Regions from separate parts of the Mus musculus genome. Here regions 1, 3, 4, 5, 6 and 7 are each linked to region 2. The links are chromatin contacts, called in public Hi-C, HiCAR-type and HiChIP or PLAC-seq maps. All regions are on one chromosome and are shown on one strand. Each heading gives the region's core, a stretch centred on a gene start, on an enhancer-like site or on the middle of the called end of the contact. The rest is flanking DNA. Distances are from core to core; before and after follow the strand shown.

What was found. Hi-C and Micro-C count contacts between places; a contact is called where the count stands out from the background. HiCAR-type assays count read pairs that join an accessible place to other places. HiChIP or PLAC-seq counts read pairs in DNA pulled down with a chosen protein or histone mark.
Region 1: a contact with region 2 is called in an H3K27ac HiChIP or PLAC-seq map of extraembryonic endoderm stem cells, with 12 times the contacts expected there. The contact joins the enhancer-like site here to the promoter of Plk2 in region 2. A contact is called at or near these places in 8 of 39 promoter capture datasets (the 3T3-L1 cell line, 3T3-L1-derived adipocytes, the C10 cell line and 4 more), 1 of 15 datasets of contacts at CTCF or cohesin (the NIH/3T3 cell line), 16 of 484 Hi-C or Micro-C datasets (adipose-derived mesenchymal stem cells, bone marrow-derived macrophages, cerebral cortex and 10 more), 19 of 115 datasets of contacts at active chromatin or transcription factors (the NIH/3T3 cell line, SST interneurons, T-cell acute lymphoblastic leukemia and 15 more) and 3 of 9 other capture datasets (adipose tissue, embryonic stem cells and pancreatic islet).
Region 3: a contact with region 2 is called in an H3K27ac HiChIP or PLAC-seq map of heart atrium, with 12 times the contacts expected there. The contact joins the enhancer-like site here to the promoter of Plk2 in region 2. A contact is called at or near these places in 4 of 39 promoter capture datasets (the C10 cell line, the HPC-7 cell line and cranial neural crest), 1 of 15 datasets of contacts at CTCF or cohesin (pro-B cells), 2 of 484 Hi-C or Micro-C datasets (bone marrow-derived macrophages and cortical neurons) and 19 of 115 datasets of contacts at active chromatin or transcription factors (SST interneurons, T-cell acute lymphoblastic leukemia, bone marrow-derived macrophages and 13 more).
Region 4: an H3K4me3 HiChIP or PLAC-seq map of craniofacial prominence shows a contact between it and region 2, with 8 times the contacts expected there. The contact joins the enhancer-like site here to the promoter of Plk2 in region 2. A contact is called at or near these places in 4 of 39 promoter capture datasets (the 3T3-L1 cell line, the C10 cell line, the SN4741 cell line and 1 more), 1 of 15 datasets of contacts at CTCF or cohesin (the NIH/3T3 cell line), 21 of 484 Hi-C or Micro-C datasets (the AtT-20 cell line, Th2 cells, bone marrow-derived macrophages and 14 more), 17 of 115 datasets of contacts at active chromatin or transcription factors (astrocytes, bone marrow-derived macrophages, craniofacial prominence and 11 more) and 3 of 9 other capture datasets (embryonic stem cells, liver and pancreatic islet).
Region 5: a Hi-C map of CD8 T cells shows a contact between it and region 2, with 3 times the contacts expected there. The contact joins the enhancer-like site here to the promoter of Plk2 in region 2. A contact is called at or near these places in 5 of 39 promoter capture datasets (cranial neural crest, embryonic stem cells, frontonasal cranial neural crest and 1 more), 2 of 15 datasets of contacts at CTCF or cohesin (pro-B cells and stem cell-derived epiblast-like cells), 7 of 484 Hi-C or Micro-C datasets (CD8 T cells, bone marrow-derived macrophages, cerebral cortex and 3 more), 12 of 115 datasets of contacts at active chromatin or transcription factors (bone marrow-derived macrophages, craniofacial prominence, embryonic forebrain and 9 more) and 3 of 9 other capture datasets (adipose tissue, embryonic stem cells and pancreatic islet).
Region 6: a contact with region 2 is called in a Hi-C map of cortical neurons, with 4 times the contacts expected there. The contact joins the enhancer-like site here to the promoter of Plk2 in region 2. A contact is called at or near these places in 4 of 39 promoter capture datasets (cranial neural crest, embryonic stem cells and liver), 1 of 15 datasets of contacts at CTCF or cohesin (pro-B cells), 7 of 484 Hi-C or Micro-C datasets (bone marrow-derived macrophages, cerebral cortex, cortical neurons and 2 more), 15 of 115 datasets of contacts at active chromatin or transcription factors (a beta-TC-6 cell line, bone marrow-derived macrophages, craniofacial prominence and 10 more) and 1 of 9 other capture datasets (embryonic stem cells).
Region 7: a HiCAR-type map of astrocytes shows a contact between it and region 2, with 9 times the contacts expected there. The contact joins the enhancer-like site here to the promoter of Plk2 in region 2. A contact is called at or near these places in 8 of 39 promoter capture datasets (the 3T3-L1 cell line, the C10 cell line, the HPC-7 cell line and 5 more), 7 of 484 Hi-C or Micro-C datasets (bone marrow-derived macrophages, cerebral cortex, cortical glia and 4 more), 22 of 115 datasets of contacts at active chromatin or transcription factors (T-cell acute lymphoblastic leukemia, astrocytes, bone marrow-derived macrophages and 16 more) and 3 of 9 other capture datasets (adipose tissue, embryonic stem cells and liver).

The regions. Positions count from the first base shown.
Region 1 is chr13:111,124,579-111,127,987 of GRCm38.p6, forward strand. No RefSeq gene overlaps it. Among named protein-coding and RNA genes, the nearest start is that of 3110015C05Rik, 100 kb to the right of the region's middle. Within about 2 kb of position 1,528, at least 1 of the 459 cell types and tissues checked has an H3K27ac peak or open chromatin away from gene starts, as enhancers often do. A contact at or near this core is called in extraembryonic endoderm stem cells, where this site is marked.
Region 2 is chr13:110,392,787-110,396,417 of GRCm38.p6, forward strand. Plk2 (polo like kinase 2) reads left to right here and starts at 2,258. Exons shown (of 14, transcript NM_152804.2): 1 at 2,258-2,651; 2 at 3,229-3,336; 3 at 3,490-3,606. The coding sequence starts at 2,391.
Region 3 is chr13:111,368,512-111,371,651 of GRCm38.p6, forward strand. No RefSeq gene overlaps it. Among named protein-coding and RNA genes, the nearest start is that of Actbl2, 120 kb to the left of the region's middle. Within about 2 kb of position 1,595, at least 3 of the 459 cell types and tissues checked have an H3K27ac peak or open chromatin away from gene starts, as enhancers often do. A contact at or near this core is called in heart atrium, where this site is marked.
Region 4 is chr13:111,209,376-111,212,705 of GRCm38.p6, forward strand. It overlaps 3110015C05Rik (RIKEN cDNA 3110015C05 gene), which reads right to left. Exons shown (of 3, transcript NR_045908.1): 3 at 2,094-2,449. Among named protein-coding and RNA genes, the nearest start is that of 3110015C05Rik, 18 kb to the right of the region's middle. Within about 2 kb of position 1,731, at least 35 of the 459 cell types and tissues checked have an H3K27ac peak or open chromatin away from gene starts, as enhancers often do. A contact at or near this core is called in craniofacial prominence, neural progenitor cells and stem cell-derived neural stem cells, where this site is marked.
Region 5 is chr13:111,344,037-111,347,592 of GRCm38.p6, forward strand. No RefSeq gene overlaps it. Among named protein-coding and RNA genes, the nearest start is that of Actbl2, 91 kb to the left of the region's middle. Within about 2 kb of position 2,070, at least 53 of the 459 cell types and tissues checked have an H3K27ac peak or open chromatin away from gene starts, as enhancers often do. A contact at or near this core is called in CD8 T cells, where this site is marked.
Region 6 is chr13:111,321,835-111,325,245 of GRCm38.p6, forward strand. No RefSeq gene overlaps it. Among named protein-coding and RNA genes, the nearest start is that of Actbl2, 69 kb to the left of the region's middle. Within about 2 kb of position 1,632, at least 10 of the 459 cell types and tissues checked have an H3K27ac peak or open chromatin away from gene starts, as enhancers often do. A contact at or near this core is called in cortical neurons, where this site is marked.
Region 7 is chr13:111,290,621-111,294,075 of GRCm38.p6, forward strand. No RefSeq gene overlaps it. Among named protein-coding and RNA genes, the nearest start is that of Actbl2, 37 kb to the left of the region's middle. Within about 2 kb of position 1,366, at least 81 of the 459 cell types and tissues checked have an H3K27ac peak or open chromatin away from gene starts, as enhancers often do. A contact at or near this core is called in astrocytes, cerebral cortex, cortical glia and 8 more, where this site is marked.

The DNA of each region.
Region 1 (3,409 bases), core at 278-2,777, 730 kb after region 2:
AGTTCCACTGATATCCTATCTTAACATTTAGCTACCTCTCCCAACCAGAAAATGGCCCTGATTCATGCCCAAACTAGAAAGCAAGGATCAGAAACACAAATGTTAGTTTCAGGCAGACGGGCTAAAACCATCTTAACCCATGAGTTATTATATTACATAAAGAAGTTTGGCAACTTGCTTGACGTGCTGGTCTTCCGGTTCCTAATTCATAAAATAAGAAAGGACCAACTTGTCTATTCTTTGTGAGGTAGCAAACTTATGAAACATAGCATATGATAATACAGTGGTAGTCAATAGACTACAACAGTTACCAATATTAATTGATATGATAAAATGATAAAATTCCTTCTTTTATATCAACTGAGGCATAAATGAAGTATAACAATGAAGAAATGAAGCAGTTTTCTCACACATGGTAGTAGGAACTTGTATTAGTATCTTAGTATGTACATATTATATATAGCCTTCAGGGTCTCTCTCTCTCTCTCTCTCTCTCTCTCTCTCTCACACACACACACACACACACACACACACACACACACACATAACCCTTTCATGTTGAGCTATGTACCTAATCTTTCATCTTCTATACTTCCAATAGGTGATGCCATTATCAAACTGCATGCAGAAAGGGCATATCTAAAAAACATACCAGCTACCTTCTCTACCACCAGTGACATTTGCTGGATCTCTCTCTCTCTCTCTCTCCCAATTTCTAAGATACATTGAAGGGAACCTGAGTTTCTAAAATCAGCTTTACAGAGAACCAAACTCAAAAGACACTGCCACAACCACTCCAGTGAAGTCTGAGTGACAGGCATAAAAGCTTGGATGCAGTGACAAGGCAAAGAGTTTCATGGAAACTTAGCCTCCTGGAACTTTGGCATTCCCATAGCACGAATGTTCCAAACCTGTCCCTGTTTTAGTCGGGTGTATGGATCTGTGTGCTTTCTTTCAGTATTGTTTTATTATAAGTGCCTTTAAGGATTGATTTTTGACATATACGTAAGTTAGATTAGCCTCTACCAGTGTTCCAATGTCCTAGGCAGTCCTTCAGCCGACCCTGGGCTTGGAATTCAGAAAGAATGTTACTTATTCAGTACCATTCAAAATTATCTCTAGTATTGTAAGAGAGACAGTGAAAGAAATCAGGCATTATAATTTACTTGAATAGAGCTAGAAATCTCAGGGCTAGTCTACATAGTAAATATGTAGAACAATAGCTGAGTCACTCCCATACACAGGAATTTACAATGGCCTAGGAAGAAGGTGGATTATGGTTTTAGGAGGAACTGAAGTATATTATTCATGAAAGGGTTAGTAGAGCAGAATTCCCCTGGTGCATGTTTTTCACTAGGCCCAGAGGAATGGCATAATTAGGAATTTACTAAGGGACCCCTGGTGGTGGGTTTAACAATAGACTAGCTTTACATCAGAGCATTCACCAGGTTCCTGTGTTTAGCTGATCTTAGATAGGGCTGTTCCTATCTCAGCTGTAAACACTGCATGGCTCCCTGCTATCTTTTTATGTATGCATTTTCTTTGTTCTGTATAAAGAGCCATTATGCATCTCGATGTACCTTGACTGTTGTATTCACCTAGCTTTCTTGTTTTGCTTCTGTATTATAAGTCTGGTGCTCACTTTGAGAAATTACATTCAGAAACAAAACTCCCTTGTGTCCCTGCTTGTCACCTTTTCTCAGACTCCCTGCCCACCTATACCAGGACTCTGATTCTCCTGCGGGTGAAAAGACTGACTGAGTCCAGTCTGTAGGAGGACACCTGTCACATTCTTCTTCTCCTGCCTCCCTCAAAGCCTTCCTCTCTGGATCCTAATCCCATTCCTCTCTGGTATGATAGTGATACAATCTGGAATTGAGTCAGTCTAGGGGCTTGGTTGGGCTCCCTGTCATTTTCTCTGTCAGTTAAAAAATTAAAAGGCAGGAAAAACTCTGAAGTGCAACACTAACAGCAGAGAAAGCTCCCAAGCCCAGACAGACTTGGCAGTTAAGAAAGGCAAATATTGGGGAACACACACATGCCACAGACACAAGGAGAAAGAATCCATCACAAAGTACTAGGGTGATTCAGAAAGGTGAAAGAATTCCAGTCTGTTCTCTAGGCTTGGGAAGTTTAAAGCCCCTGAAGAGATTTCCAACCCTACTTTATTTAGGGTTGGTCAGTTTGAAGACAAATAGAATGGTTGATTGGTCAGCAAGTGTTGGGTGGCATGTCCTGATTGGACCTCAAAATTGTTGAGCCAGTCCATCAGGAAGGGGCCTGCTTTTGCCCCAAGCCATATGATTGAGGGGAAAGCTAGCCACTTTGAAAATTCACGACCTTTAGTACCTACCTATGACCCCTCTTTCTATCTGTCTACTGGTCTGTCTAACTCCTAGTCTCTCAATGGGAAAGAAAAAACTTTAGTGGGAGAGCAAAACAATCAGTTATGCTTTCAACTAGAATTGCCAAGCTATAAAGTATAGATGAAGGTGTGTAGGGTGTATGTGTGTGTGTGTGTGTGTGTGTGTGTGTGTGTGTGTGTGTGTGTGTGTGTATTCACATGTGAATGGCTGCATGTGTTCACCAGAGATTAATATCTTTGTCTTCCTCTCTTATTGAGTAAGAGTGTCTTGCTGAGCCCTGATATTCACTAGTCAGCTACTTTAGCTAACCATGTTGCTCCAGGGATGTCATGTCTACCTGGCTTTTACTGGTTCCACAACCCCTTAGACTCAAGGGATCGTTATGTACTTAGATAACCATCCTGTATAAGATCTATCTTTTCAGGAAAAAATTTCCCCAGGAATAGCTTTTCCTCTCCTAGCATATCTTTCCTATAATATAGTAAACATTTTTAATTTAATAAAGTCCATCTTGTAAATGATTTCTTAGATTCTACTTTGCTCCTGTATCTACCAAGCCATCACCATGTCCAGAGTCATACAATCTTCTTCCATATTTTCTGTGAACTGCACTGAATTGTTTTATGTTTACGTCCATAATACTTTTTGAGTCAAGTTTTGATGAAAGATACAAAGTCGTAGCCTAAATTTGATTTTCTTTTCTTTTCGTATGTGCATGTCAAGTTCTTTTAATGCTACTTATTGAAATATCTGGGCTTCACTGCACTGACATTTTCTTTTATCAAGGATCAAGGTACTAATTTTTGTGGCTCTGTTTCTGAATGCTCTGTTCTATTCCATTGGCTTACATGTTCTTGCAGTAGATGCACACTGCAGGACTGATACCTTTGCACTAGGGTTGGAAGACAAACATTATCAGTCCTTCAGCTCTGCTCTTCTCCCTCAGTATTGTGTTAGTTAAGCCAAATGTTCTGGCTCTGTGTGCTAAAAGTCAGAATAGCTTTGTCAATCTCCACAAAATATATTGTTAGAATTTAAATGAA
Region 2 (3,631 bases), core at 1,008-3,507:
GTGTGTGTGTAATTCTGCTTCTCCACATCCAGCCCCGCCTCCCTCTTATTCAAACCTGGGATACTCTTGGGTTAAAGTCTCCTGTCCTTTGTGAACAACATGCCCGGGCTTGCATTGAGATAAAGCAGGGAAAGGGAGAGTGTCTTGCTGTCTACCCTGCAGTGCTAAGGAAGCACCTTTGCCCAGTGTTGGAAGTAGCTGAGCTGAATGTCTTCTTAACTACTAAGACTGGACTTACCTATGCTTGATAGTGGCCTGGAGGAAAAACCATTTGCCCTTATTAATTTGGAATTCTGCATGTCACTCTTTCCCTGTTGGCAAGGACTGAGCACTGATATTTTATTAAAGGCCTGTATAATCTTTGGAACACAGAACTCCAATGTGAAGTGACCGCTTACGTACTGTGTTAACCGAGACAATAGGACGGGCATGGAGTTCGCAAAACTTCGTGGTTCTATGAAAAATGTATTGATAATAGCTATTTAAATCGTCTAGGACCCCGTTTCTTCACCTGTAAGATGGGAAAGATGTAGACTAGGCTATGTCCCTTCAAAACAGGTCCACAGGTAGCTAGACTATGTCACCCTCAATGTAACCGCTGAGTCGGGATAAGTTTGAATTGAATTAAAAGATAGGTAGACACAGAAAGCCTGAAAGTGGCACACCACTTTTTTGTAAGGAAAAAGAAAAAAAATCACATTTATTAAAAGAAGTCTCAAGTTCTAAGTCTCCAGAACCAGACAAAAAGAACGATTCTAAGTAACAAACTTATCAGTGAAAAACATAAACTCTTCCCTATTTACTCCCTTGTTCCCGACTGCCTTTTGTTTCCTGTCTTTTCCCACACTCTTGTTTTGGCTTCTGATAGCATTCAAACCTCAATTCTAAGCCACTTTGGAGGGTACTCTTTTTGTTGTGAATGGAGAAACTTGTGGTTCTGCAGTTTATCTGCCCAGCCCGAGGAACCACAGTGATAATTTGAAAGGGTAGAAGGAAAATGATTTTCCCTCCCCTAATATGGCAGACTTTTTCATTCAGGATTGTATTAAGATGATATAGACAGGGCCGGGCAGTAGTGGCGCACACCTTTAGTCCCAGCACTTGGGAGGCAGAGGCAGGCGGATTTCTGAGTTCAAGGCCAACCTGGTCTACAGAGTGAATTCCAGGACAGCCAGGGCTACACAGAGAAAAGAGAAACCCTGCCCCCCCCCCCAAAAAAAATGTATACAGCATTTCAAAATAGCTACCAGCGGTTAATACGGAACCATACGCGCTGGAACAAGGAAGAAGGAAAGTCTCTGAGATGGTACAACTGAACAGTAAAATCTGTAAAAACTGAACAGCCGCCTTTATTCTCCACTATACCCCACTGTGGGACCTTAGATTGACTCTGTGTACCAGGGCGGTGACATTGCTTAGTGACATTAGATCCACGCAATCTGAATCACCTAGTTGGAACAAAAAGTTATAGATGACTTCAATTGTAGAATTATAATTGGCAACAGAACACTTTTAGCGTTACTGTGGAAGCCAGCCCATATTGTTGCTAAGGAACCTCGGCCCACTTAGACCGTTAATCGTTTTTCTGAAAAAATCCACAGGATGGCGATCTTGCTTAGACTTGTTGCGTACCAAACCTTCTCCAGTCGTCAAGCCCTCGCTCCACTCCAAGGTTAAGAGCCTGGCCTCTGACAGGGGTCACTTATCAGGCGATGGGAAGAGGCTGCAGGGAGCTCAGATACTCCCACGCCACAGCAGGTCACCCGGATCTGCGACCCGGATTGTGCCTGGTTCCCTAGCTGCTCTGGCTCTGCCTGGTGCCCGGTTCCGCAAGGCCGGCCACTGAGCCTCCCGCCTGCGGTGGCGGCGGAGGTCCCCAAGCGCTCCGGGTCTCCGGGTGCCACCCCGCGGGGCTCGCTGGATGACAGGGTGTGGGGCTGCACACAGTCAGGAGGGCGGTGCCAACCCTGCGGCTCCCCCGGGCTGCTACCCCGCATCCCCGCTCCTCCAGGACCCAGACAGGGCGTCCGCCCTTGGGTTTCTGTTTCCCACGTCCAAAGTCAGGGCACGCGACGAACTGGGGGCACTTGGCGTACCGCCGCCTTCAGGCCAGGTCGAAGCCCACGACATCCAGGCGGCCACCCCGCACCTATCCACAGCGCGGACTCCGGGGCCGGTGGGTGGAGCGCTCGCCGTGACGTCACGAGGCCCCGCCCCAGCCAGCCGGCGCGTATTTAAAGCTTCGCTGCTCGCTCTTGCTCGCACAAGCGAAGCAGGACGTCAGACTAGAGAGTAGGGAGAGAGACTGGTGCTCGAGGGACAGGGCTAGCCCGGACGCTTGTCCGCGCCTCGGAGGTGGCAAGTAGGCAGTGTCGGGTGGCGAGGCAACGATGGAGCTCCTGCGGACTATCACCTACCAGCCGGCCGCCGGCACCAAGATGTGCGAGCAGGCTCTGGGCAAAGCTTGCGGCGGGGACTCAAAGAAGAAGCGACCGCAGCAGCCTTCTGAAGATGGGCAGCCCCAAGCCCAGGTGACCCCGGCGGCCCCGCACCACCATCACCACCATTCCCACTCGGGACCCGAGATCTCGCGGATTATAGTCGACCCCACGACGGGGAAGCGCTACTGCCGGGGCAAAGTGCTGGGCAAGGTGAGGAGCGGCGGACGTCAGGCTGCCGGGCGGGAGGGCGGGCTGCCCGGGCAAGCTGAGCGAGCAGGGACCCAGCGCCCGCACTTCTCGCTCCTTCAGCTGTCTGGTTCCCCGAACGATCGACGTGGGTTCCTCTCCTGCCCTCCTGGGCTTCTGTGCGCCGACAGCGCTGGGGTTCGGATTTGCATCCTTAGCCTGTTTTTCTCCCGAGTCTAAGAAGGAGGACTGAAGGCATTCTACCTTGGCCTTGGGCTCTCACTATCTGATCCCCAGGGAGCTAGCCTGTCAAATTTCTTCAGAGGGCATTTTCCTCCCTTTCCCCCTTCCACTCCCTTCTCCATAGAGTTCTTTGTAAAGGGGAAACGAGAAAACTGGACTGGTTTCTAGGAATGTGCTGCCCTTCCTGAAAAACCATTATACAAAGCAGATTGTACTGCTCTGCCCACCCTCTGTTCCTCAAATTTTGCTTCCCGTTCCCATTTACGTATTCATTTATTTTAAACGTTGGCCCTTCATTTTTTTTTTTTTTCCTTTTTTCTGTCCTGCTCAATTCCATCTCGGCTTTGTTTCCTCGCAGGGTGGATTTGCAAAGTGTTACGAAATGACAGATCTGACAAACAACAAAGTCTACGCTGCAAAAATTATTCCTCACAGCAGAGTAGCTAAACCTCATCAGAGGGAAAAGGTGGGTATGACTGTCGACTAAAGTATTTTCTTTGTGTGCAGGGATGGCCCTACCCTGTTAGAAAAAAAATGTCTTCTGCATGTGTAAGCACTGCCTTTCCAGACACGACGAGAGACTAATAAGCCTTCTCTTGCTTTTTTTATTTTTCCTTAGATCGACAAAGAAATCGAGCTTCACAGACTACTGCACCATAAGCATGTCGTGCAGTTTTACCACTACTTTGAAGACAAAGAAAACATTTACATTCTCTTGGAATACTGCAGTAGAAGGGTAAGTGTTGACTCCTGGGTCAGCG
Region 3 (3,140 bases), core at 345-2,844, 980 kb after region 2:
TTGCCTATAACTGTAGTAATTGGCTAGAACTATCTAAGTAGTTTGCCTAGAGTCATTCAGCTGGTCACCTCCCCCACCTCTCACCTCCACACCCCCATCCAGGCTGCAAGGGTAACTTAAAGAAAAGAATGCTAGCTTTCCTTTGTAGCTTCTTTGGTGAAAAGCTTTTGGGGGATTGGGAATGAAAGGTTAGTGGTTTAGCCCAGTGGTTCTCACCCTTCCTAAGGCTGCAACCCTTTAATACAGTTCCTCATGTTGTGGTGACCTCCAGCTGTAAAAAATATTTCATTGCTACTTCATAACTGTCATTTTGCTACTCTTATGGATCGTAATATAAATGTCTGATATGTAACCCCTGTGAGGATCTCGACCCACAGGTTGAAAACCATGAGTTTAGCCCAACATCTGCCATACAGTCATTCCTATCAATTCCCTATCTACCCTGTTTGCCAAATAACTTTCGAGACAACCCTATGATGTAGGTATCTTTATTGTACAGATTTGAAGAAAAACAAATCACAGATAGAGGCACAGATAGAGCAAGTATCTCTTTCACCCCCAACCCAATCAAACCCAGGTCATTTATCCTCAGAGTGCATGCCCTTTCCCTCTCGAACCCAGAGCTTTAGAGATGAGTCTGTGGTGAGTGAGTGTCTGCTAGCTCAGGTGTTGTCAGCCTTTACTGCACTACAACACCTGCTAGTGAAGCAGGCCTTTAAATATCACCTTTACTTTTATGTCTCCCTTCCAGTGTAGACCCAGGATGGTGTAACATTTTTAATGCACATTAAAATTCAGGACTCGTCCTACAGTCTGGTTTATTTTGGGTCTGGTTATCTTTCGTCCTACACCTTGGCACATGAACCCTGCCCAAATTGCAAGCATGTGAGGAACGTGTTGCAAATGAGGTCCCAAGACAACAGTAGGCATTTTCTTATTATAGGTCTGTTTTCCAAACTGTAGGATATGTTAAAATTCTGTAACATGGAGCCCCTGAGGGTGCCTCAAGTCACTAAACCTATTTATCCTAACTAAGATGTGTTCAGGAAGTTCAAACATCCAAAAAAAAAAAAAAAAAAAAAAAAAAAGAGATAACTTTTCCCTGGAGCTAGGCATATGGAAATAAAAATAAAATAAGGCAAAATAAAAAGCCAACAGTCAGCTGCCTTAGAAAATCTGGAAGCCTTCCTTCCCTTCCCCTAACCATACCTAAGCGATATTATCTCCAAATTACTTATGCATTGCAGAACTTCTAATATTAAGAATCAATAATGCATGCCATTGTTTCCCAATGTTGAAAGTGAAGAGTTGCCACACATTTTAAAATTAGAAATAGCTGTGGGCTCTTTGTGTTATAATAAAAAATAAAACCAGTAGTTTTCACCTCTGTTGCTAAGATAAAGCACACTGACCAAGAGGAATGTAGAAGAGTTCATTTCAGCATACACTCCCAGATCACAAACCATCATGAGCGAAGTCAAGGGAGGAACTCAATCAGGAAGTTGAAAGCAGACCTAATTGCTACTCTACGCAGCAGCAATACCTCTGACCATGTAGTAGGAACAATGGATGGTGATGCTTGCCAGCTGGCTCACAAACCAGTTTATATTCCAGCCAGCATTCTTATGTAGTTCATCCCTGCCAAGGGATGACACCTCCCACTGTAGGCCGGACCCTTTACATCAATTAATAACAAAGATAATCTCCAATAGACATGGCCACAGGCCAAACTTATCTAGGCAATTTCTCAATTGGGGCTGTCCTCTCAGATAACTCCAGGCTGTGTTAAATTGGCAGTTGAAGTTAACACCATACTTGGCTAATTAGTCCACTAAACAGGACCACCTAGACTGTGGTCTTCACACAACTGACTACTGATTGACAAAGAGAATTGATATAAAACTTCCTACAGAGATTTGAAAATGACACATTTGATTGCTTTACTAGTAGATCATATGTATGGTTGCTTGTTTGTTTGTTTAATGTTACCAGTTCAGGTGCAATGCTTACTTGATCAGTCCCAGGAGAACAAACTATGTATCTAGCTTTGGTGTGCAGTAGATTGAAAAAGATGATAAATAATGTACACTATCAGAAGCGCTAATACATCATGACATTTTGGATAGTAACCCTCATGAGGGGAACTAGCTATAAGCTTAGAGGTTAAGAGCTCACGTTTCCCGCTTGAAACTCAAGAAGAACGAAGAACAAAGTGTGGACACTTTGCCCCTTATTAGAATTGGGAACAAAACACCCATGGAAGGAGTTACAGAGACAAAGCTTGGAGCTATGTCAAAAGGATGGACCATCTAGAGCCTGCCATATCCAGGGTTTCATCCCATACTCAGCTTCCAAACGCTGACACCATTGCATATACTAGCAAGATTTTGCTGAAAGGACCCAGATATAGCTGTGTCTTGTGAGACTATGCCGGGGCCTAGCAAACACAGAAGTGGATGCTCACAGTCAGCTATTGGATGGATCACAGGGCCCCCAATGGAAGAGCTAGAGAAAGTACCCAAGGAGCTAAAGGGATCTGCAACCCTATAGGTGGAACAACAATATGAACTAACCAGTACCCCGGAGCTCATGTCTCTAGCTGCATATGTATCAAAAGATGGCCTAGTCGACCATCAGTGGAAAGAGAGGCCCATTGGTCGTGCAGACTTTATATGCCCCAGTACAGGGGAATGCCAGGGCCAAGAAGTGGGAGTGGGTGGGTAGGGAAGTCAGGGGGGGGGAGGGTATGGGGGACTTTTGGGACAGCATTGGAAATGTAAATGAGGAAAATACCTAATAAAAAGTATATATATTAAAAAAAAAGAGCTCACGTTTCCATACACGGCTGCCTTCTTCAACCTTATAAGAGAACAAGGTTTCCCAGCTCTAATTTAGAAGTAGCAGAAAGAACGAAAATAACCTCTTGAACCTAGAAGTAATTCTGGACCATCAAGCATCTGCCTGGTGGAACGGCGACTGCAGACAGAAGGTAAAAAGTCAACAGAGGTTGCTGAGCTAACGCCAGAAGTGAGCCAGAACGAAGGAGCAGACTTTCCAGAAGTTTCTTCTTCCTCAGCAGAATCGCTTCCAGGAGCTGTTCAGCCAGAGGAGCTACGTTCTTCACAGTTACATAGCAGTTA
Region 4 (3,330 bases), core at 481-2,980, 820 kb after region 2:
GAGAAGGAAGGAAGGAAGGAAGGAAGGAAAGAAAGAAAGAAAGAAAGAAAGAAAGAAAGAAAGAAAGAAAGAAAGAAAGAAAGGAAGGAAGGAAGGAAGGAAGGAAGAAAAGAGGGAAAAAGGGAAGGAGGGAGGAAGGGAGGGAGGAAAGGAAAAGGAAGGAAGGGAGAAGGAAGGAAGAAAAGAAAGAAAGAAAGAAAGAAAGAAAGAAAGAAAGAAAGAAAGAAAGAAAGAAAGAAAGGAAGGAGAGGGAAAGAGGGAAGGAGGGAGGGAGGGAGGAAGGAAGGAAGGAAGGAAGGAAGGAAGGAAGGAAGGAAGGAAGGAAGGAAGGAAGGAAGGAAGAAAGAAAGGAAGAAAAGAAAGAAAGAAAGAAAGAAAGAAAGAAAGAAAGAAAGAAAGAAAGAAAGAAGTAAAGAGAATAGAAAAAGAAAAAAGGCAGAAAGGGGACCCAAAGCAAATCCAAAGCTGTAAGACTTTGCTACCCTAGGTCCACCACTCACTACTCATCTACATTTGCCCAAGGCTGGTCTTGAACTTACAAACAACTTATATGAATAGCTGAGACTGCAATACCACACTTGCCTTGGTTTTGTTTTCAAAGTTTCTAATTGACATTTGCTTTTTTGTCTTGATATACACGTGTAGACCTCTTATGGAAGAACACCTCTCCACAAGCTCTGCATATATGGTTTTCTGTGAATTGTGCTGGACACAGCCCGCTGACATGTTATAGACAAACTACTGAGCTTGTTAGGGAAAGAGTAGAGAGGGCATAATAAATGGCCTACAGTGGGCTCTAAATGAGCCCAAGCTTCTGTTGCAGTTCAATACTAATGCATAATGGAAGTGAAGTCATACCGATTTGTCCAACTTATGAGACTTTTTATGAGTTAAGGAAAGTAGGAAGTGGAAACAACACCAGTGCTTCCTGAGAAGACATGGGGGGGGGGGGGAGGATCTAGTTAGTGGCTCTTTTCTTTTTCCCCTGTGTAGTCCAGCCTGTTATAAAACTACAAGTTCTCTTGCATCAGGCTCCTGAATGCTGAGAGTACAGGTTTGTTCAATATACCCAGCGATGGTGAGTTGAACTTCATGGGACATAGAACAAATGAAAATGTTCTGTGCCTGGATTTACCCAAGTGAACATGTGAGTGAGATGAACATAGTAGACTAGGCCTGCTGTTCCAGAACATAGGAGCTCAGGTAGGAGGCTCATGAGTTTAAGGCTAGCTTGGACCACAAAGCAAGACCCTGTCTCAAAAGCACCAAAGATGAATGAATGAATTAAATGTACAGATGAGATCTAGGTGAGACCTGGATGTCTCTTTCTTGCTGCTGTGGCTGCGAGCCTTATTCAAGTCTGCAGTGTGCCTTTCTTCTTCAACCAGGCTGCCTTCCTCCCTTACCACAGATGCTGAGACCTTGAACAAAAACACAGGCAAGCCGGAGCTCTGTGAATGCTGGAGGAACTGGAAACAGAGCAGTAATGGGCTTTCGAGGAGGGGGCCCTGTCTTCCTCCCTCCCTTCCCAACAAAATCCCTCACAGGGAAATCCCCTTTCCATTAAATTAAAACCAGAAATGGTAGAGCTTACATTTTAAAACATCAAACCATTGTCTTCGGTTTCTGTGAAATAGGATATATCACTTTCAAACGCTCCAGGAACTTCCCCAGCTGGTTCAGCTCCTTCAAGCTCAGAGGTTTTGCGGCAATGGCTGGCTCCCATCCCAGCACGGAAAATGACAAAAGCCCATTTTGAAGGTGGGTTACCACGATGATGTATGGCCTCTGGAGAGTTGCAGGGAGAGAACAGAAAGGAACCTGTGGGATTCCCCAAGCAGGGTGGGTTTGGAGTGCAGACCTGGAACTTTTTTTATTTCCTAGTACAAAGGCAGGGCCCAGAGGAGGAGCTGTCTAGTTCTCAGGAAGCTGGAGTGACAAGCCTGCTGGAGACTTAGCCAGAGACAGCTCCCTGGGCTGCACTGTGTGGAGGAAGGAAAAACCACCCCTTTGTCTAGACAAATTGTTGCTGCTCTCCTTATGTGCAGCTTCTTGTGCCACCCTTGAAGAAATCTCTGGAAACAACAGAAGGAGAAATACCATATCTTTTACTTCTCTCAAATAAGAAAAGAACTGATCTCTTTGTCCAAAGATACTCCCAAGCCTTCCTTGCCCTTTCCAAACAAGGGAAAATACAGCTTAGCCTCCGCTGCTATTCTTGCTCCTGTGTCTGCCTGACGCCTTGAGCCTTGGTGGCTGTCTAGACTTAGGAGTCTTGCTTTCCATGGATTTCTTCTTAACTTTACGTTCCCAGCATCCACCATGAAAGGTCGCCCAGAGACAGGAGAGAAGGAGGAAGGTTGGTTTTCATCATCTTATTTCATGAGCGCTGAGTCAATCAGAGCTTCCCCCGTGGATTGCCTTCGAGGTCAGACTGCATAGAAACGCACTGACGAGGATGAGAAAGGGAAAAGTCATTAAAACTGACTTAAGACAAAGAAATGTTCCAAAACTTGACAAAGTACTCTCCCTCTAAGACTCCGTAATGACCAGGTGCCATCTTTCAGCATGTTCTGAGAAGTCTAATTTTTATAAGAACCCTGCTTAGTCAGGAAGAATCTACAAAGTCCATTTCCCATCACCCCTTGGTCTTCCACCATTAGTATCTTATTACCCTGGCATGCCTTTGACAAAAAGCATAAGCTGATTTAGCCAGAGACACCCCCCCCCAAGTCCCAGTATTTCCTCCTAGAAATTCCCCATCAATTACACCCACCTTGCCCCTTGGCTATGACTCCCCGCTAGCACAAGATGGATCCAGAATTGAGAGCAGCTAAGAGAGATCTCTTTTCATTTACCACAGTCCTAAACGAAAAAATATATTGACTGCTCCACTCCCCAGACAAGCTTACTCCTGCCATAAGAATTGTGCCTAGGAAACTGAACTAATCAATGGATGGCCAAGGCCGTGTGTCTATTCACAGCATAGAAGGAAGCTTGTCAAGAATGGATGGATTTCAAAGACCCAGCACCGAGAAGGTTTTGTGAACTGAGAATGTTGACTAACATTTGGTCAACCAGTAAGAAACAACCACAGGATTCCTGACACTGGATCTAACATCGATGCTGTGAGATATGAGTATGTGTGCGGTAATGAGCCTCAGAACCAGGAGCCACCCAAGTTCTGATGTCCTCCAAGTTCTCTAATAGAACTTGAGTGAGTTCTCTCCCTGAGAAGTCAAGGATCATCACCATCCAGGTTACCTAGTTCTCATATCTGAACCTTGACTTACAGTGCCAGCCAATCTACAGAAGCACAGCCTGCGAGAT
Region 5 (3,556 bases), core at 820-3,319, 950 kb after region 2:
TCTCCACTTAACTACATCATCCACACCACCATGTGTGTCATAGCTCATCTTCTGACAAGACGAGGAGACATCCTTCCTTCATGTGCCATACTCTAGACACTTTACATCCTGTCTCTAAGTGTGTCTTCCTGCCCTGCTGCTAGAACGTATCTTTGACAGATACATCCAGACCTAGGAATCAAGACTTGCTCTTTCTTGGCCTTGCGATCCCTCCAAAGCTTCCCTCCCAGGAGCACAGTGCACTTAAATTGTTTGCAGTCACAAAATCATGTGTCATAATCACATAACAGAACTCTAGCTGCCAACCCTACTTGAGATTTTGTAATTTTGTGTACTTGTATTTTGTGAGATGGTCTCACTCTGAAGCCCAGGCTGGCCTGAAATGATGAGCCCAAGATAACCTGGAACAATTCCCAGTAATACTACCTGTCTCAGACTCTTAAGAATTGTTGATTCTTGGGCCAGTGATGGTAGTACACACCTTTACCCCCGCACTCAGGAGACAGAGGTGTGTGTATCTCTCAGTTTAAGGACAGCCTGGTCTACAGAGCAACTTCTGAGATAGCCAAGGCTACACAAAGAAACCCTGTCTCAAAAAAGCAAAACTGAAGGTGGTGGAGGAGGAGAGGAATTATTGTTGGTTCTTTTTGTCTTTATATTCTCGCTTTCTTAACATAATGGACTTCAAGGTAGGCTATGAGAGCTGTAGAAAACACAAGTATTGTCATTTTTGTTTGTTTGTTTGTTTTTTAAGACAGGAAGGAACAGTTTTAAAGGGCCTGGGTTATGATACCTCTTCTTCAACCCATTCCCAGCCAAGGAAACCATCCACTGCAGACGACCCCTTACATCTTCTCCTTTAGCTCCTTTATACTGATATACTGCTTATCAGAACTGGATTGAATGGAAACCCTGACAAATCACTGGCAACAGAGAATGAGAGTCCCTTGCCAGGCTCCAGTGGTTTCATCTTATGTGTCTTACACAAGACCAATGATCCCCTGATCAACCTGCTCTACTCTGCCTGCTCCCTGAATAAACTCGTGCTCAGGAGAAAGGGGAGTTGAAGAAGGATGTGTCTTTATTTAGGCAATATGCAAATGACTGCCTCGTGCTGCGGTAGAAGTCTGAATGTCCACTGACTGCATTTGGATGCTGTTGACAGAGGCGGATCACAGAGGTCTTGTTGATGCCTTGCTCTTTCTCCTCGCTTCCCAGCCTCCTCCCCGTCTCTCCTATAAACACACACATACACATGCACAGGAGCGTGTGCACACACATACACAACCACAGATGGAGAACGAGCCAAGAAGCGTCTGATCATCACGTGGACCAAGAGGTCCCTGGGAGGAGGCTGCTCCTCCATCCTCCATGTGATGCACAGGCAGAATCTCCTGGGAGGGAGGTCTCTTTCAGCTCTGCTGCAATGTGTGTGCTGGAAATGACACAGCTCCTCCCTCCACTACCACCACACACACACACACACAGCCCAGCAGCCCCTCTCCATTTTCAAGTATCTTCCCTTGGCCAGGAAGTTCGCTGTGGCTTCACGTCAATGCGCTAAACAAACAGAAGCCTGTTAGAAACCACTCAGGGGAACCCATCTGACTCATCACACCCATCCTAACAGAAATATTGACATTAAACCAGCAGGAGCTAACAACCATTCAACTGGTAGAAACTACGGCTTTTCCCTACCAGAGTTCTTACAGTTAATAAAGATAATCTATAGTCAATAGGCACAGAAACAATCCATTTAGTGTTATCATTTCCTGAAGGCAGAGTGCTGCTCCATCTCCTACCCTAAGCACTATTTGCCTAAGGGGACTGCACACACCAGGTCTCCAGAATCCCCTGCAAAAGCTGTCACTTTAAAGTGCGGGGGAGGGGACAGAGAGAGCACCAACCTTCCAACCATGTCACACTGGCTGTCATCTGTGACTGCCATGGACGTTGAAGGTGAATCATGAATGAGAAATTATTTTGCTATAAAAGTTAACCACTAAGACTCCACCAAGTAAACAGTTTTTATTAAAAAGAATTCGCATGCTTTAGTCCCTTCTCTGACATCATCTTCGGGAACTGATGCAACGGGAGTCATTAGCATAGAACGACTCATGTTCCAAACAGAGTGGGATTGCAGTGGGGAACCTGTTCTCCAGCCGAGTAGCCTTATCTCTCAGGGCCCAGAAGCCAGGCTGGGTGATGACGCAGTGTCCTTTACCATTGCTGTCCTTATCTAATTAGATTTTGCTTGACAACTGCATTGGATCACTTCCGTTCTACAAAGGCCGTGGCCTACTTCACTTCCTCTGCTTTAACCAGAGCTGTACCAAATATTCTCCCTCCCAGGAGGCCACTGCACTGCTGTGGGGTTTTTTAATTGCCCGCTGTTACTGCAGTAATCGTACATGTCTTATGTTACTCTGCCATTAAGACCTACTCCTTCCAAATCCTAATAACTGGATTCCTTACCAGGAGAACTTCATTTCTAAGCTATGTGAATTATACAGAATAGAACCTCCTTGTGTCAGGCTGGGGAAGTAGCTCAGCTGGTGGAGTGCTTGCCTGGCATGCACACAACCCTTAGTTCAGTCCCCAGGCACAGCAAAACACTGTGACCCCAGCCATTCTGGAGGTGAGGGCAGGAGAGGCAAAAAGTCGAGCTCGTCCTTGACTACACAGCAAGTTCCAAGCAAGTCTGAGATACCTGGGAGCATCTCAAAAGAAAAAACAAATGAGGAAAGAATAAAGAAAGTGGTTTGTGTTAACAAAACTCAGAAGGCAGGGATGACGCAGATGCTGGAGAGGGAGTGCCAGCTGCGAGGTTAGTGACAGCATCGGTTACTGTGTGACATACACTTTCCTAAGCAGCTAGCATGTGTTAATGGTTCAGTACAACCACCCCATGGCACAGGAACTTCTCAGTAAGCCCACTGGTGCAGATGACAATCTAGAGATTGTCCACCAGTAGAGCCACCAGCCAACCTCCTCTTCTGCTTCTCCTTCGGTCACAGCAAAGTGCGCTCTTGTAGTAGACTAGGATTTGGGTAAAGACGTCTTGCAACTATGCCCTTTCTCCTGTGTTTTTTCAGTTCTCAAAACAAATGCAATCTGCCTGTCTGCCTCTGAGCCTAGAGCTTACCCTGTTGACTGCCTTTTGCCAATGAGATGCCAATGAGATGCAAATAGATGTAAGGAATTTGCCCGTTTAGTGGCATCTGGCAGTTTAAAATGTAATATTACTTGGAGTCTTGAAAATAAAACTATGTCAGAAGTGAGAAGAAATTGCAGTAAAAGGCTGTCCTTGACGCAGTGTCTGACAGAGTGTCCTTGTCTAAGGCCGGTAACAGAGAAGGCTGAGGAAGAGAGATGTAAAGGAGCAATGCTGGCAAGAGCCAAGGACGCATGGAGATAGCAGCCTAGCAGAGAGTCCCGGAAGGACTCTCCCCTGGACTGCTCAGAGGGGTCATGGGTCTGCTGACACTTGATTTTAGACTTGCTGCTTGGGAAAAATGTGTTCCTCTTGTTCTAAAGCATGGTGTTTATAGCATTT
Region 6 (3,411 bases), core at 382-2,881, 930 kb after region 2:
CCACATGCTCATGTGCACATCACACAAGCAAGCACACACACACATACATACACACACCACACGCTCATCTGCACATCACACAAGCAAGCACACACATACACACACATACACACACCACACGCTCATGTGCACATCACACAAGCAAGCACACACACACATACACACACTACATGCTCATCTGCACATCACACAAGCAAGCACACACATACACACACATACACACACCACACGCTCATGTGCACATCACACAAGCAAGCACACACACACATACACACACTACATGCTCATCTGCACATCACACAAGCAAGCACACACACACACACCACACGCTCATGTGCACATCACACAAGCAAGCACACACACACATACACACACCACATGCTCATCTGCACATCACACAAGCAAGCACACACACACATATACACACCACATGCTCATCTGCACATCACACAGGCAAGCACACACACACACATACACACTTCACATGCTCATGTGCACATCACACAAGCAAGCACACACACACATACACACTTCACATGCTCATATGCACATCACACAGGCAAGCACACACACACATACACACATCACATGCTCATAAGCACACATATACACACACCATACACTCATATGCATATCACACACACAAGCACACACAGGTATGATTTTTCAATAAAACTCTCATTGAGAATTTCATATGCATACAATGTATTTTGATTATACTCCTTCCCTAGCTCCTGCCATATTTACCCCCACTCCCACCCCTCCTCAATATTATGTTCTCCTTTTGGTTTGTAGTAACCCACTAAGTCCAGTTTGTGTCTTTGGATGTGTGATCTCTGAAGGGTGGTCCACTTACCAGGGCTTTTACTCCACAAAAAAAAAAAAAAAAAAAAAAAAAAAAACCAACTGACTCCTTCCCTGAGATGTCACCAACTGTCACAGTCTCTCAACTAGGGAACAGGGCTCATGAGTCCTTCTCTAGTCCATACTGAAATGTTGACTGGCTTGGTCTTCTGCAGGGAGCCATAGCTGCTGTAAGTTCATGAGTACAAAGGTCCTGTCATGCTCAGGAGATACCGGTTCACTCCGGTCCTGCCTGACCTCTGACTCTCACCATCTTCCCAAGCCCTCCTCCTCAGTGTTTCAATGGTAATAGAGATTCCCCATATGTATCGCCACACAGACACTTTTCTATGCATGTTGACCAGTGATAAGATTCTGTTCACCTCTGTCCACTGCATGAAGAAACGCATGTGATCTGAGAGTTGCGCTAGTCTGTGAGTACAGATATAGGAACAGATGTAGACATAGGCAGCTTAATGCTAGAACATTGTCTCTTTCCCTATAAAGGGGATGAAAAGCCCACAACAACTGAAGTCTACCACATTTGGATGAAACCCATGCTGTTACCAAACCACCTACTGCAGAGAGAAGAAAACAAAGGCCCTGCCTGCCGTCTCCCACTATGCAGTAGTCAATGTCTCCCAGACCCAACGCTGAGCCCTCGTCCTCAGCCCTGTGCTTAGGTAATATTCCATTCTCCCTATTAGCTTAGCTCTCAGCAGTGTCTGGAGCTGGCAGAGCCTGCTGCTGGATGGTATCTCTCCTCCATAATTGCTCATTAGATCCGGAGCCATCGCACTGAAAAGCTGTTTACCCTATCAGTTGGAGCTCTCTCATCTAAGTACGTCTGATTCCTAGCAATAGAGAGGCCGTTATAAAGTGATCACTGGCGAGTTTCTGTAAATACTCTCCCCAGAGATACCAAACCTGTAGTATAATTATCAATAAACATTATGACAAGGACACTAGAGCTTTCATTTTATACCTAAATCATGGGTGAATTAGAATAGTATTTAATGATGAATATGCATGAAAATGTCATAATAAAACACATTATCTTGTATGCTAACCTTCAAAAACACATATTTTTCTTTTTTTTTTTTTCATTTGTTCACTGCAGGGAGGAGAGGGCTTGTCACAGCACCCATGTGGAGCTCAGAGAACAACTGTCAAGAGTCAGTTCTCTCTGGGGACAAAATCCTGGTCACCAGGCTTCACCTCAAGTGTTCTTACTCACTGAGCCATTTTACTCCCTGGGCAAAAACTCACAATGTAGTTGTGGAGGGGGGGAGAGAAATTAAAAGATCTCATAGGATTAAATTCAAGGTTCTTCCTGCCCTCCCCCACCATTCTTCTCCCCCTCCTACTCCCTCTTCTTCCTCTTTCTCATGCTGGGACTCACACACCCTAAGCATATATACTATGATGCTATACAATCCTGCCCAACGCCTTGGCTCTTCTCCCATTTCACAGCCCCACATATCTTACACTAATGCCACAGAAACCCTTGTATTTTCTCCACGACTGCTCAGAGAGTTTCTGCTCATTATCATCCCTCCTTGGAAGCAACACAGGCTTGAGCCAGAGCAAGGGAATATAAATACATGTGTGTGTGATACTGGCCAGGTCACGTTTGCCTCTGCTTCTGCCCCTTTTAAAATTCAGGCAAAAGTGATGTATGCTCCCTGGAAGTCTTTCAGGGTCTACAAGAGAATACATTAAGAGCTTATGACGCTTAGGACATTCAAATTCGGGTCTTTGTTGCTGTTACTGTTGTTAGTTTACCATGTCTTTATCCCACAAGGATCTAACAAATGGCACTTCCCTATGGAACTTCATCAGCTGCCTTAATGGAGTCATCTCTGGCTCTTCAAGTTATCACCTTCTTCATTTCAATTAGGTCCTTATAGGTATATCCTTCAAAGCCACCTCCATAAAAACTCTACCCCTCCTGTCTCAGTCAAAATTAGGGTTTCTATTGCTGTGAAGAGACACCAGGACCATGACAACTCTTATAAGGAAACAGTTAATTGGGACTGGCTTAAAGTTCAGAGGTTTAGTTCATTGTCATCGTGGCAGGAAGCACGGCAGCACGCAGGCAGACATGGTGATGAAGAAACTTAGAGTTCTATATTCAAATCCTTGGGCAGTGGGAAGAAAGAGTGATACTGGGCCTGGCTTGAGTATCTGAAACTACAGAGCCCACCCCCAAGGCCACATGTCCTAACCCTTTCAAATAGTGCCTCTCCCCTATGAGCCTATGAGAGCCATTTTTATTCAGACTACCATACCTGCCAAGTAAATGGGATGCTACCTTCTGTTTGTGTCGAGTCTTTGGAGATCATAGCTGGTGGAAAAAACAGAACCTGTATTCAGAGCGAGCCAGCTGACTGGGGCTCTCAGTGGTGCCTGAGGATACATAGCAGTTTCTCATCCTGTTTTCAATCCTGTTGCTATGGTAAATAACGAGATCTCCATCATGCCTTGCTCTTGGAACTCATCCTTAATTATACTAAACTCTCCATATTTTTGACATTTTTTTAAAGTGTTTTTCAAATTCCCTGAAAA
Region 7 (3,455 bases), core at 116-2,615, 900 kb after region 2:
CCCTAACCCCTAAGTCATCATCCTCAGAAGACATGGGGATCTCAAAGAAGCTAGAAGATCCCAAACAAGTCCATTGTGTAAAGGAAAAGGTAATTTTTAAAAACTCTGATAGGAGCAGTAGCACAGAATCACTTCATAGCTCTCTTCACTTCAGTCTACAAACTAGCTTGACTAACACAAGCTAAATATGGAATCAAAATAAGACCCCACAGTTACAGAGAGAAGCTAGGGATTGCTCTCCACTGCCTAACAACAGAGGCTGAAGTAGGAGATGTCGTCATGATATGGGCGTTCACTTGGCTCACACATTTCTTACATGGGAGAGGGAGGCAGTCATGGGCAGCTATGCCTTGAGAGTGTCACCAGGAGCCACATGGCTATCTTTCTCTATGATCCTCAGCGCGAGGTTCCTTCCTCAAGGTTCCCTCATTTTCCTTCATAATTTTATTAGCATTCATTAAGTACACAGAATAATGGGTGTCCTGACGATGTTTCATGATGACGTGTCTACAATATACTTCAACTATATTTGCCTACATCCGTTACTGTCTCTTGTCCCCTCCATCCCGCTAGTACCCTGAAGCTTGTGCTACGATACAAGATGGTTTCCACAACACCAGCTATTCTGTCCATAGTTGAGGAATGGGGAAATCTGCAATCTCTGACTTCACTTCCTTTTAAAATGCTTTCCCAGAATTCCCTCCCAACAGCTTCTTAATGTTGCTAGAACTAGATCACATGACAACTTCCAGCAGCAAAGCCATTAGGAAATGATCTCACTCCTGAGAACACTGACATTCAAATGAAATCAGAGTTCCGGGAGTCAAAAGAAGTCCCGGATATTAGTTAGACAACCAGCAATCTGACCATGGAAAAGAAATAAGTTTTATTATATACCAACTCCCTGCCAGATACTTCTCATAAATTTCTCACTTAATCCTAATACTGAACCCGGAAGGTTTCAAAGCAGTCATTACACTTACAGATAAGGAAACGGGATCAGAGCATACGCACTACCACTCCTCATATGGAGCAGATTTAAGCCAGGCCTGAGTTTAGAACTTAAACTATCTCTGCCATGACGTTTCCTCTAAGGAAAAACACTTTGCGACTGTTTCCAGCGCTGCGTGTGTCTTTAACACTCCTGTTGTGTTGTAGTGCTTCTGCAGTTTCTCTAGAGAGTGTATGGGATTGACTTTGGTTATTTTGTGAAGTCTTCGACATTAAAACTGCAGGTCATTTCAGCTGGTCCAGCCGGAGCAAGCACTGAGCACACACAGAGATCCCAGCGACAGACGTGTCAGTGTGTGGCAAGCATTCCCCGGCCCCTCTCCCCAGCAGTTAGGATAAACAGACACCAAAGGTCATTTCTGCAGAAAGCTGTTCCTGGCTGAGTGCTCCAGCCAACACGCTCCAGCTCCTACCCTGAAGCCATCACCACCGATCACTGATGTTAGTTTAAAAAAAAAAAGTGTTCTTCCTGTTTCCTCTCCTGATTCATTTCTGAAAGGATAATGTGGCCACACGCACAAAGGAGCCTTGTCCGAATCCAGGAGCTCCACTGGCATCCTGGCTGGACTCCAGGAACCCAAGTGTTGGAAGACTGGATGAGGTGCAAAGCTAGGAAGGAAACAAAAATCTCCCATCAGCTGCAAACAAGCTCTCCAACTCTGCTTGTTGAGATGCCTTGCAATTCGCTTCCCTGCCTGGGGGAGAAGCCAGTTCTAATTTGCATAAACAAGACATAAATGGCTATTGTAGCACTGTCTTTCTACAATGTGACCCATTATAAGGCACACAGACATAGCCTCCATGCCGCGGGTCCCCACATTGTTTATAGGCATCTACTGGTATACAGTGGCCTCTCCAGGTTGGTGAAGTATCCTAGCACACTTGCTCCTGACAGCATCATTTTCTTTAGAAGACCAAGCCTGCTGGGTCATGGCAGTGCACACCTTTAATCCCAGCACTCAGGAAGCAGAGGCAAGTAGATCTCTGCGAGTTTAGGGCCAGCCTGGTCTAAAGAGTGAGCCCAGGACAGCCAGGGCTCATTACACAGAGAAACCAAAATCCAAAAACAAGAATGAGGAGGAAGAGGAGGAGGATGGGAGAGGAGGAGGAGGAGGGGGAAGAGGAGGGGGGGGGGAGGAGGAGGAGGATCCAGCCTCTCATCCCACTTCACAGGCCACACATCACCTGTTAGTATCCCTTCCTAAGAGCTGATTTCAGCAGGTAGAAGGAATGGAGATAGCACCAGGATTGCTGAAAGATGGCACTTTCATCTTATACACATCTTATTGGAGTCTAGCTGTCTTTAATACACTTGGCTCCACTGGATGGCAGTTTAATGATTTAAGAAAGAGATGTCGGTGGGGCATTCTCAAAGCACAAAATGCATGAGGGTGGTGGGGTGAAGGAGACAAAAGAGGCATGAGAGAACAGATATCTGCCATGGAGAGAAAGAACCCTCTGGCGATGGGAACTGGACAAGTGGCTCATTGGTTAAGAGTGCTTGATGCTCTCACAGAGGAATGGTGTTCCAGTGGCCTATAACAGCCTGTGACCCCAGCTCCATCGAAACCAAGTGTCCTCATCTTCTCTGGCCTTCATAGGCACACACTCACATTCATGTACACACACACACACACACACACACACACACACACTTTAAAAAGAAAGAAAGAAGAAACCTCTGTTGAGGAAGAAAGAACTGGCAAAACCTAGGCTCTGTGTCTGCCCTGACATAGTGCCTCTCCCTACCCAACACAACAGTACACCTTTGATGAGGTTGTATTTGTACCAGAGGTTCCATGACATGAGACTGTAGAGCAAACTAAACAGAAGTAGCAGAGGGAGTCATTTCAGGTCCATCACATAGTGATAACAGCGAGTTAGGTTCTCACTGACTAGACTGGGGGCTTATCAGAGGGAGAATCAGGGGAGAACCAGTTCTGAAAGATGGCACTATGTCAGAGAGACTTCAGAAACTATGCTGAGGCTCCTCATAAGCTCAGTGATGCTCTTAGACCCAGTAACAGAGGTTCTGCCTTGGGCACCCAACCATGACGGTGGCTACATTCAGTGGAGCAAGAAGTTTGCATGGCCAAGGTGACCTCACTTCTTTGTATGCTTTCTTCCAGGTGTTTCCTCATAAGAATTTACTAATGGCTAGTGTGGTCCCCTTAAGCCCAAGTGATAGCTTTGGAAGGTGCTAACATGACTTGTTTATGAGAACACATGATCCCTCTAGATACTGATTAGAGTTCATGCTTGGAAGGAGAACTGATGGGCCCACTCACATACAACAACACTGCTGTATGCATGCTATGAAGACTTGAGAATTTCACACGTAAAGTCAGTTTTCCAACTCGTTATTAAAATATATTTATCAAAAAAGGAACAGCAGAAGGTTCCCTATCTAACGCTGTGCAGTTAGTCACAGGGTGTGTGACTGT